Linked DNA regions of Mus musculus: region 2 is linked to region 1. Evidence: chromatin contacts called from public Hi-C data. All regions are on one chromosome and are shown on one strand. Each heading gives the region's core, a stretch centred on a gene start, on an enhancer-like site or on the middle of the called end of the contact. The rest is flanking DNA. Distances are from core to core; before and after follow the strand shown. Region 1 has its middle 6.3 kb from the start of Allc. Region 2 overlaps Eipr1 (EARP complex and GARP complex interacting protein 1).

Region 1 (4,984 bases), core at 538-3,037:
TTTGAGCATGTATGGGCACACCTTAATTAGGTATTGGTAGGAAGAGTGGAAACCCCCTCTGGTCTCTGAATCTACCTTGTTCCACGAGTGGTTTGTCTCTCAGTAGTCAGTGGTTTGCCTGTTCTGGCTTCTCTGAGGGTTGACATTCTAGACTGGGCTTTGGGGACTCCTGGGACTTCTTCTTACATGCTATTTCCACAGATTCATGCTACAGACAGGGCTGCACTTGTATCCAGTCTCCTCATCATGTGGACGTGCCGGACATTATCTGAAGGAGAAACCAACCAGGAAGTTGGGCTCCACCGTTATGATTTTGATGGTCAGCTCTCAGTTCAAGCCTGGAAGCTTTCTGCAGGGGAGGCAAGAGAGGGTCTACTGAAGGAGGAGCAAGTCAGGGTGAGGGTGCCAGGGAGCATTCATGGGTGGTCTAGCCTCATCCCTTACAAGTCTGCCTCTCAGCGGTCAGTGTGGCGAACAGCATCCTTCTGCATCTTCCCTCTTAGGGGTGGAGTTAGCTGTCGAGTGGCTGGGCTGCCTTCAACGTGCTTGAGTAACATCTTGACATATATGGCAGTCAAATGGGAAAGAGACTCTACCCGGGTCCAGTTAAGCATCCACAGTGTGTGAGACTGCTCTGCTCCAGGTCGGGGTGGGGGATGGGCATGTCTTCGGACCCAGATGGCCCTGGAGAGCACTGAGGAGGTGTCTACATCTCCCTGCTCACCCGTGGCATCTGCTGCCCGTGGAATCTCTCCCTTGCCTCGTGTCCACTTATCCTGGAGGCGAGGGTGAGCCTTGGAGTCTTCTGTGTGAGAGTGCTGCCGTATAACCGGGTAGAGGGTCATCAGGGACGCCCTCTAGCCTAGTTCTCAGTGCTCCGGGGGCTGCCTGAGGGAATTTTTTATCTTCCTGTACAGTGGGATCTGTCTGCCCTCCCTTCTCTCCTCCCCTTCCCTTCTCCAACATGAACGCCTTGACCTCTTGAAGTCAACTTGAGCGAGCAGCTGTATGTTCACAGCAACTGGCCCAGCCATGTCCCAAGCTGGGATGAGACATTTACATGCATATTTTGCATTACAATTCATAACAGTAGCAAAATTACAGTTATGAAGTAACAACAAAATAATTTTACGAATGTAAGTCACCACAACATGAGGAACTGAATTAAAGGGTTGCAGCACTAGGAAGGTTGCGAACCATTGCTCTAGGATGTCTTACAAACTTACTCTCATACCTAGGCTTGCATCGGCATTAATACCTAACTGGAACGGAAGGTGAACCAGAGCTCTGCTCTGCTCTGCACCTTATGGGAGATTAGAAGTACCAGGCACCTTGTAGTTTCCTCTGTTAAGCTCCATTTAGGCAAATTTGTGTTAATATAAAACATAGCAACGGCGTTCTAGCCATTGTTTATACCTGGTACATTTACATTACGGTGACTGCTTTGAAGCAGATCAGGTTAGGTACAAACACCTGGGCGCGGAGCCAGACCTCCGTCCTGAATTCCCTTCCCGAGATTCAGGAGGGAACCTCAGTTCAGACCGGGGGCGGGTGGGGGCGGGGCTGGCTGCGCAGCAGGGCTGTGGCGGCTCAGGCGAGAGCTGAGATTCATTAGGTGCCGCAGTGAGGCGTGACCGGAAAGCTGGCGTGGGTGTCCTCTTTAGAATCCTCTGAGGAGTACAGGCTGAGATAAGATGAGCAAAGAGACAGCCTCGGGCCGTGGGTCAGGGATGTCAATGCATGGTGCCACACTGCCACCCAGTGGGAAAGATAGAGAAAGCCAGAGAGGTTTGCCCAGCTGGAGGAGTGCCGGGGCACTAGCAAATAGTCTCTGGTCGGTCGGTAGGTCTGTCTGTCCGCCTGTCTGTCTCTCTTTCTCTCTCTTGTGCATGTGTTCAAGAACGAGGGAGTATGACAGGGAAAAAAAAGGGAGAGGGAGAGTCAGTAAGAGAGAAAGGGAGAGGAGAGGGAGAGAGGCAGAACAAAGGAGGGCAGAGCAGTGGGGAAGGAGAACTCTAGGCTAGGAAGGGAGGCCAAGGCCATGGTGCCCTTCTTCAGAAAATGGCTCCATCCATACCTATCTCTGTGGTTTTCCACCCTCAAGAGACCACTGGAGTGTGTTTGCACAAGCCTAGTGGCCATTTAGGCAGAGCGAATGTAAAGCTAGTTAGGAACGCCCTGGCCATGGCTGTAGGTGGAGGGATGTGGCATGTCTAGATTCCATGGCCAGCACCTTGAAGTCCCAGTGCAAAGGTTCACCCAGGCTGGTGGAAAAGATCCTGGGAGAGATGGATGTAGGGTACTTCTGCTCTGTCGGGCTCAGCTCTATCATTTCTCTCACGGGCAGCCATTCACCTGGCCGTTCCAGCTGATCAGGCTCTCCTCTCTAGCCTACATGTCACACAGTGACTGAAGGATGTCTGGGAACCCTGAGAGCAAATTCTGTTATTGTGTGCCCACAGGGGAATGTGGCCGGGAGGAAGCTGAGCCCTGCGCTCTCCTAGTTTGCTTCTCCGTGGCTGTGATAACACCACCACCAGAATCAGCTTGAGGAAGAAAGGGTTTATTTGGCTCACAGGCCACACAGTTCATCATGAAGGGGAGATAGGGCTCAAGCAGGAACCTGGAGGCTGGGACTGAAGCAGAAGCCATGGAGGGATGCTGCTTCCTGGCTTGCCCCGCGACTTGCTCAGCCTGCTTCCTTACAGAACACAAGACCGCCTGCTCAGGGTGGCACTACCCAAAGTGAGCGGGTCCCTCCCACATCAATCACACATCAAGAAAACACCCCACAGACTTGCCTATGTGCAAATGTGATAGGGGCAACTCCTCAACTGAAATCTCAGGAAATTCTAGCTGGGGTCCAGTTAAAAACACAAGCAGACAGCTAACCACTGACCCAGTCAACAGGTTCAACCCAACTCACTTAAACAGACCTATTCCAAAGCGGATGCTACTTAAGCTGTAAGTAGAAAGATCAGTTTGGTAAATTCACACAGAAATAAATTGCTGGGAAGCCACAGGAACAACCTGATGCACCGGTTATGGAAGGAACAAAACCCATGAATCACATTGCATACATTGCGTGCAGATCTGTGTGGGTTCCTTGGCTACTGTGGCTGTGGATGCTGTTGCCAGGCTGCTGAGACTGTTGCCATGGAAGCTGGCTTACTGATGTGCCTGTACATCACTGCTTTCCCACACAGAGCCTGCAGGCAAATCTGTGTGTCTCCGTACCTGGGGTCAGGGCCACATGTGATGCACAGATTGTGCACCGCACAAGTCCAAAACAAAACAAAACAAAACAAAACAAAAAAACCCCGTCAGCCTGTGTGCATCTGTGCTCTGCTCTGGAGACAGAGGTCCTGGAAAAGCATGCATTTATCCAGTTTCTGTTTTGGAAGGAAAGTCCCTAAGTGGGATGGTGGCAACTATACACCCAATAATCATGTATAGATTTTACTGTGTAATATCACTCCTACATCTTTTCTTCCTTCCTTCCTTCCTTCCTTCCTTCCTTCCTTCCTTCCTTCCTTCCTTCCTTCCTTCCTTCCTTCCTTCCTTCCTTCCTTCCCTCCCTCCCTCCCTCCCTCCCTCCCTCCCTCCCTCCCTCCCTCCCTCCTTCCTTCCTTCCTTCCTTCCTTCCTTCCTTCCTTCCTCCCTTCCTACCTTCCTTCCTGTATTCTGTGTGTGTGTGTGTGTGTGTGTGTGTGTGTGTGTGTGTAAAGTAACCTCAGGTGTTATTCCCTAGGTGCTGTTTACCTTGTTTTTTGAGCCAGTCTCTCATTTGCCTACAGTTGCTAGGCTGATTACAAGTACCACCACACTTGGCTTTGAAAAAAAACAAGATTTAAAGAGTTCATGTATATGGATGTGTGCCCGATTGTCTGCAGCACCGCATGTGTGCAGGTGTCTATGGAAACCAGAAGAGCATGCCAGATCCTCTAGACCTGGGATTATAGGTGATTGTGAGCTGTTTGATATGGATTCTAGAATCAAACCTGGGTCCTCTGCAAGAGTAGCCAGGACTCTTAGCCAATGAGGCATCTCTCTAGTTATTGGATTAAAAAGCAAGGAGGTTCTAGAGGCTTGAACCCATGTCCTCATGCTTGCAAAGCAAGGATTTTACTGAATGAGTCATTGCTTGGGTCCCTGTAGTGACTTTAAACATGAACCATTTAAATTGTGAACCATCTAAATTATGATTTTTTTGTGGGCCAAGGGTTGGGATGGAGGTCAGCAGTGTTGTCTTAGTTAGGGTTTTAGGGTTTTACTGCTGTGAACAGACACCACGACCAAGGCAACTCTTATAAGGACAACATTTAGTTGGAGCTAGCCTACAGGTTCAGAGGTTCAGTCCATTATCATCAAAGTGGGTACATGGCAGCATTCAGGCAGGCCTGGTGCAGGAGGAGCTGAGAGTTCTACATCTTCATCTGAAGGCTGCTAACAGAATACTGACTTCTAGGCAGCTAGGATGAGGGTCTTAAGTCTCACACCTACAGTGACACACCTACTCCAACAGGACCACACCTTCTAACCCTAGACAGAGCATATACAAACCATCACAAGGAATTAGGACACACAGTGGCTCACAAACATCTGTGACCCCAGTTTCAGGGGATCTGATACCCTCTTCTGATCTCCACAGGCACCAGGCACAAACATGGTATATTTACACATATCCAGGCAAAACCCACTCATAATTCTCAGGAAGTTCCTGAAGCTTACAGGATTCAGAATCACTCCACCCACCCCACATCTCCCACACCCCCTGGCCCCAACACACACCAAGCAGTGATAACTCCTGGGGAGTGGAGACTCTGCAATTGGATGGAGCTGTCTGTAAGTCATACAGGGGGCTCCAGGAATGCAACGTCTATAGGTTGTCTCCATTCTGGGGTAAGCTTCCAGTGATGTAGCTGCATTTGAGTCCCCTGTGTTCCTGGGAGAAGCCCTTCATTCATGCTTTGTAAGTGACCCC
Region 2 (5,046 bases), core at 911-3,410, 190 kb before region 1:
CTTCCAAACGCTGACACCATTGCATACACTAGCAAGATTTTGCTGAAAGGACCCAGATATAGCTGTCTCTTGTGAGACTATGCCGGGGCCTAGCAAACACAGAAGTGGATGCTTACAGTCGGCTATCGGATGGATCACACGGCCCCCAATGGAGGAGCTAGAGAAATTACCCAAGGAGCTTAAAGGGAACTGCAACCCTATAGGTGGAACAACAATATGAACTAACCAGTACCCTGGAGCTCTTGTCTCTAGCTGCATATGTATCAAAAGATGGCCTAGTCGGCCATCACTGGAAAGAGAGGCCCATTGGACTTGCAAACTTTATATGCCCCAGTACAGGGGAATGCCAGGGCCAAAAAGAGGGAGTGGGTGGGTAGGGGAGTGGGGGGGTGGGTATGGGAGACTTTTGGGATAGCATTGGAAATGTAAACGAGGAAAATACCTAATAAAAAAATTTTTTAAAAAAAGCAGGCATTAACTAGGTAACCCATAATTTGTTATCAGATAAAGTACTTGTCTTCATGTCTGACACCGAAGCACTGAAAAGTATCACTGTGTCCTTGTTGCCACCACCATTTTCATTGACATTGCGAGGCTCCTTGTGTGTAAAACAAGAATAATGGAAATAAGGAAAGTCATGTGACTTGTCCTGCTTACCCTCTGAGCTTCTCATAGCCGCTTCAGTCAGGCCACTCTGCAGTCTTCCGCCCTCACCAGACAATGCTGTCCACTCTAGGTGGGGCCACAGAGCCATTTAGACAGGCCTTTAGCATCACTACTTTCGGTCCACATACATCAAGAGACTTGGAAATGAGCTAGAGATAGGGAATTCATTTCTTTATGCTATGTTTATCACTAACTATTGATTAAAACAGGCAGCATTGAAATTTTAAAGAGAATAAAATTTAGGCTATTCATACCCAAAAGGAGGCCTCATCCAATTAACATAATGACTGTTTGCCAAGATCACAACCACAGGGACCTGGGGGAGTTGACGTGGGGTGGATATCTCATCTCTCACCACAACAAGTGGTGTCAATGAATCAATATATACAAACTCCAAACCAAAAGAAGTCTACGAAAAGTACCATCCAATGTCCATGCAGGGACACACTTAACTCTCCATCCCCTCAGTTCCTCCCAGGGCAGTCATCTTCAGCACACAGCTCTTCCAGAGAAGGCAGCTCAACCAATGTGACATTTGCTTATCCCAGAAAGACTAAGACTCATTAGATAAGGAAATGAAATTCATGCTAATTCAGTCAGGAATAAGCTGCACATTAAGAGTTGCTCAAAGTCTTCATCACCTAGTGATGTCACCACACAACACATAACTCATGTGAGTACTGGTGTTTCATGCCACATACAACGACACACTCCAGTGAAAATTAACTGTTTCTGGTTTATGTATTTACCACACTAATTTTTCATCTTCTTACCAAAGAAACACACATAGTGTTAAACAGACTACCGTGTCAGTGGGCAGCAGCGTTTTGATTGCACCACATCTTGGGCTAGATTTAGCCTTAAGTTTTTCTGTATTTGGCGCTAACAGAAGCAGGCTCTATGTCGTCCTCATGCCCTGTAGCCTGATGCCTGTGAGGCCACACCACCTAGGGTATGTAAGCACTCTCTGTGATGCTATGACGAGATCACCCGGCCACACAGTTCTCAGAATGTGCCTGCGCTGTTGAGTAACATGCTGCATTTAGGTTTAAACTTAAATATAACATGCTTCCTTTCAGAGCATACTGTAGTGTGAAAACTAGGATGGAATTGCAGACAAGGTCTGGCAGTGCTGAGACACTCACATTCAACATCTGAGGAAGGCAGGGGTTCTAAAAAGAAGCTGCCACCAACAGACTAATAGGGAGGGTGCCTGGGAGCCCCAGCACGGGAAGAGCCCCAAGGGTCTCCAGAGTGACAGGTCCTCAGCAGTAAGCTCTTGATTCTTCTCTCTTTTTCAAAGAACTCTTTCTTGGCCCAAGATCATGAGAAAAGCTAGCCCTGCCGTTTCCAAGTATATATTACCTTAAAACAAAGTTGTTATTCAGTCTTAATATCTGCTCAGCAAGCACGAAGGGAAGTAAGCAACGACAGAAGCCAGCACGCTTCAGAGATATGCAGCAGGGCCCCACGTGCAGCCAGGCATCCTCTGCTCCCACATTTAATTAGCATCCCCTCGACAGTGATCCTCATGGACTCTAATTGTTCTCCCTACCTCTCCCGGGTGCCATTCTCAAAGGACTCTTGATCATTTCATCTCAGAATTCTGGTTTTATAGAGAGAAGCCTTAAGATACTCTCTACCCAGGAAACCCTTCTTCTCTTAGCTCATTTTCACCAAGCAATCATTTAAATTGAAAAACATAATTCTTTTCTAACGTGGCACAGAGATAAAGGGGAAATGGTGGCTTTTAACAGGAGGTTGTACCTTGACCCGTGGATGTGGCCATTACTGTAATCAGAGCACTCAGGGTACTGGGACCAGCAGGGTATTGTGGATCACCTGCCTCAGCAACTCCAGGCTACAGATAAACTGAGCCAGAGAGACTCAAGCAGGAGAGCCCCTGGGATGTCCCTCCATGCTCCTCTGAAGAAGCTACATGCTCAACAGCAGGAGACACAGATGCAACAAGCATGGCTTAACTTCCCTCCCCAGCACTGCAGGAGGCCGCATTTCATGGATCCACGCATAAAGCTCAAGTGATAGCAGTTGCTCTGAAAAAACCATTTCACAGCCTCTAACCCACAGAGTGGGCAGTTACCTTTACCTCATGAGAAGACACAGCATTCAAATCACACCATTGCTGCTGGTCACATCTGTCTGTCCCTCTGGACCACATGCTCTGGAACCCTGTATTGGGGCTGTGTGTCCTCTCTCTGTCCTAGACACTACAGCTACACCTTCCTCACAGACCTGTCACAGGGCTCAATAATCCTTTCATTGCTTAAAATCAATACGGTTGACACTAGAAAAAGATATACCAGATCTACCCTATGGATCTGGCCCCTACGCTACAGCTGCCCTAAGAGTTCTGTGCTGCCTTTTAGAAGCTCCTGCTGACATTGCAGAAAGGCTTCATGAATAAGGTGTGCACATGGAGATCTAGAGGGTGAAGGCATACCACATTCCAGGTTCTGGCCAGACCACCTACCATATTCTAGCCATCCCAAGTACTAACGGCCCCTAGTACTGAGGAACCATCTATGAATTCCTGTGGTTTAGGAGTCAGGAATTAAATTCTCTACAGATCTGTGCCAACCCCATGAATGTACCCTGGCCACAAGAAGGGAGATGGCAGGAGTCAATCCAAGTCTGAGACACGTCTTGCATGCAAAGTCTGAGAGTCAGAGCACACTTCTACAAGGGTCAGAAGAGAAGGTTTCAGGAATGGCATGTGGCCATTCAGAGCAGCAGTAAAGATTGAGGCCACCAGAACACATAATGTGGGGACCCTGTGATGGGCCACAAGCAAGGACACAGTGTCAGGACAATGGTGCCCTCTACTGACTGTGAGATCACTGCTACATGGGTATCAGCAAGGATAGTATCAGCAAAAGCAGAACACACCACACACACTCACACACAGACGCTTATGTCAATGTATGGGTGCACATGTGTAAAAGAACACCATAAAACACATACTACACACAGTACACACATGGACAGTATGAACACACACAATACATGCTAAGTCGGAAAAATAAAAATGCTTTTAAAGCAGGATAGTTGGGTCTGGAGATATGGCTCAGCATGCCATAAGAGAGAGCACTTGCTGCTCTTCCAAAAGACTGGAGTTCAATTCCCACCTACCTTGGTAGCTCATAAGTGCATGTAACTCCAGTTCCAGAGGCTCTGGTGTCCTCTTCTGGTTTCTAAGGACACCCACACACATATGGCAGATATTCAGAGACACATGTACACATAAAGATAAACTAAATCTTAAATACATAAAACAGCAAAGTCTTTTCACTGGCATGTGTGCTTTCCTTCTCCTGTGAACTGTATGAAAACCTTGTGATGGACACGGACCTTGTGATGGACACAGACCTTGTGATGGACATGAACCTTGTGATGGACACGGACCTTGTGATGGACACAGACCTTGTGATGGACATGGACCTTGTGATGGACATGGACCTTGTGATGGACATGGACCTTGTGATGGACATGGACCTTGTGATGAGCACGGACCTTGTGGTGAACACGGACCTTGTGATGGACATGGACCTGTGATGAACATGAACCTTGTGATGGACATGGATCTTGTGATGGACCTTGTGATGAACATGGGCCTTGTGATGGGCATGAGCCTTGTGATGGACATGGACCTTGTGATGGACATGGACCTTGTGATGAGCACGGACCTTGTGATGAACATGGGCCTTGTGATGGGCATGAGCCTTGTGATGGACATGGACCTTGTGATGGACATGAACCTTGTGATGGACATGGACCTTGTGATGAACATGGACCTGTGATGAACATGAACCTTATGATGGACATGGACCTTGTGATGGACATGAACCTTGTCATGGGCATGGACCTTGTGATGGACATGAACCTGTGATGGACATGAATCTGTGATGGACATGGACCTTGTGATGGATATGGACCTTGGGATGGATATGGACCTTGTGATGGACATGAACCTTGTAAGTGAACATGAAGGCAGCCCAAGAGGCAAAATCCTCGTAAGGCTTAAAAGTCTACCGAAAACATATTTTGAGAAAGACAGACTACAAAAAGGTCTGGCAGACCAAAGGCAGTGAAATCTGTGAGTGCATATCATCACTGCCTTTACTTGAGTGACTGAACTTTTTCCAGATGGCAATAACACCACTTTTAGGATGAGCAAACAATCAAGACCTGTTATTTGTCACCACTGTCCTCAGGCCCCACCAGCAATTTGATACCATGTGCTAAGTACTCACAAGTTCTGTGTGCTGTCTACTATGGAAATATCTCCCCTTTGCTCATAGGGGCACATGCTCCTTAAGGAGTCATCAGTACAAGGGCTGGGGACGCAGCTCAAAAGGAACA

Evidence for each region. A called contact is a pair of places that touch in the nucleus more often than the background predicts.
Region 2: a contact with region 1 is called in a Hi-C map of neural progenitor cells, with 2.8 times the contacts expected there. The contact joins two enhancer-like sites. A contact is called at or near these places in 1 of 39 promoter capture datasets (embryonic stem cells) and 12 of 484 Hi-C or Micro-C datasets (the G1E-ER4 cell line, Sertoli cells, cardiomyocytes and 5 more).

Annotation. Positions count from the first base shown.
Region 1 is chr12:28,586,309-28,591,292 of GRCm38.p6, reverse strand. No RefSeq gene overlaps it. Among named protein-coding and RNA genes, the nearest start is that of Allc, 6.3 kb to the right of the region's middle. Within about 2 kb of position 1,787, at least 93 of the 459 cell types and tissues checked have an H3K27ac peak or open chromatin away from gene starts, as enhancers often do. A contact at or near this core is called in neural progenitor cells, where this site is marked.
Region 2 is chr12:28,772,470-28,777,515 of GRCm38.p6, reverse strand. The region is part of intron 3 of Eipr1 (EARP complex and GARP complex interacting protein 1); the gene reads right to left. Gm46345 reads right to left here. Exons shown (of 2, transcript XM_017315316.2): 1 at 4,371-5,046; 2 at 405-4,280. The coding sequence starts at 4,795. The coding sequence ends at 3,752. Among named protein-coding and RNA genes, the nearest start is that of Gm46345, 8.1 kb to the right of the region's middle. Within about 2 kb of position 2,160, at least 14 of the 459 cell types and tissues checked have an H3K27ac peak or open chromatin away from gene starts, as enhancers often do. A contact at or near this core is called in neural progenitor cells, where this site is marked.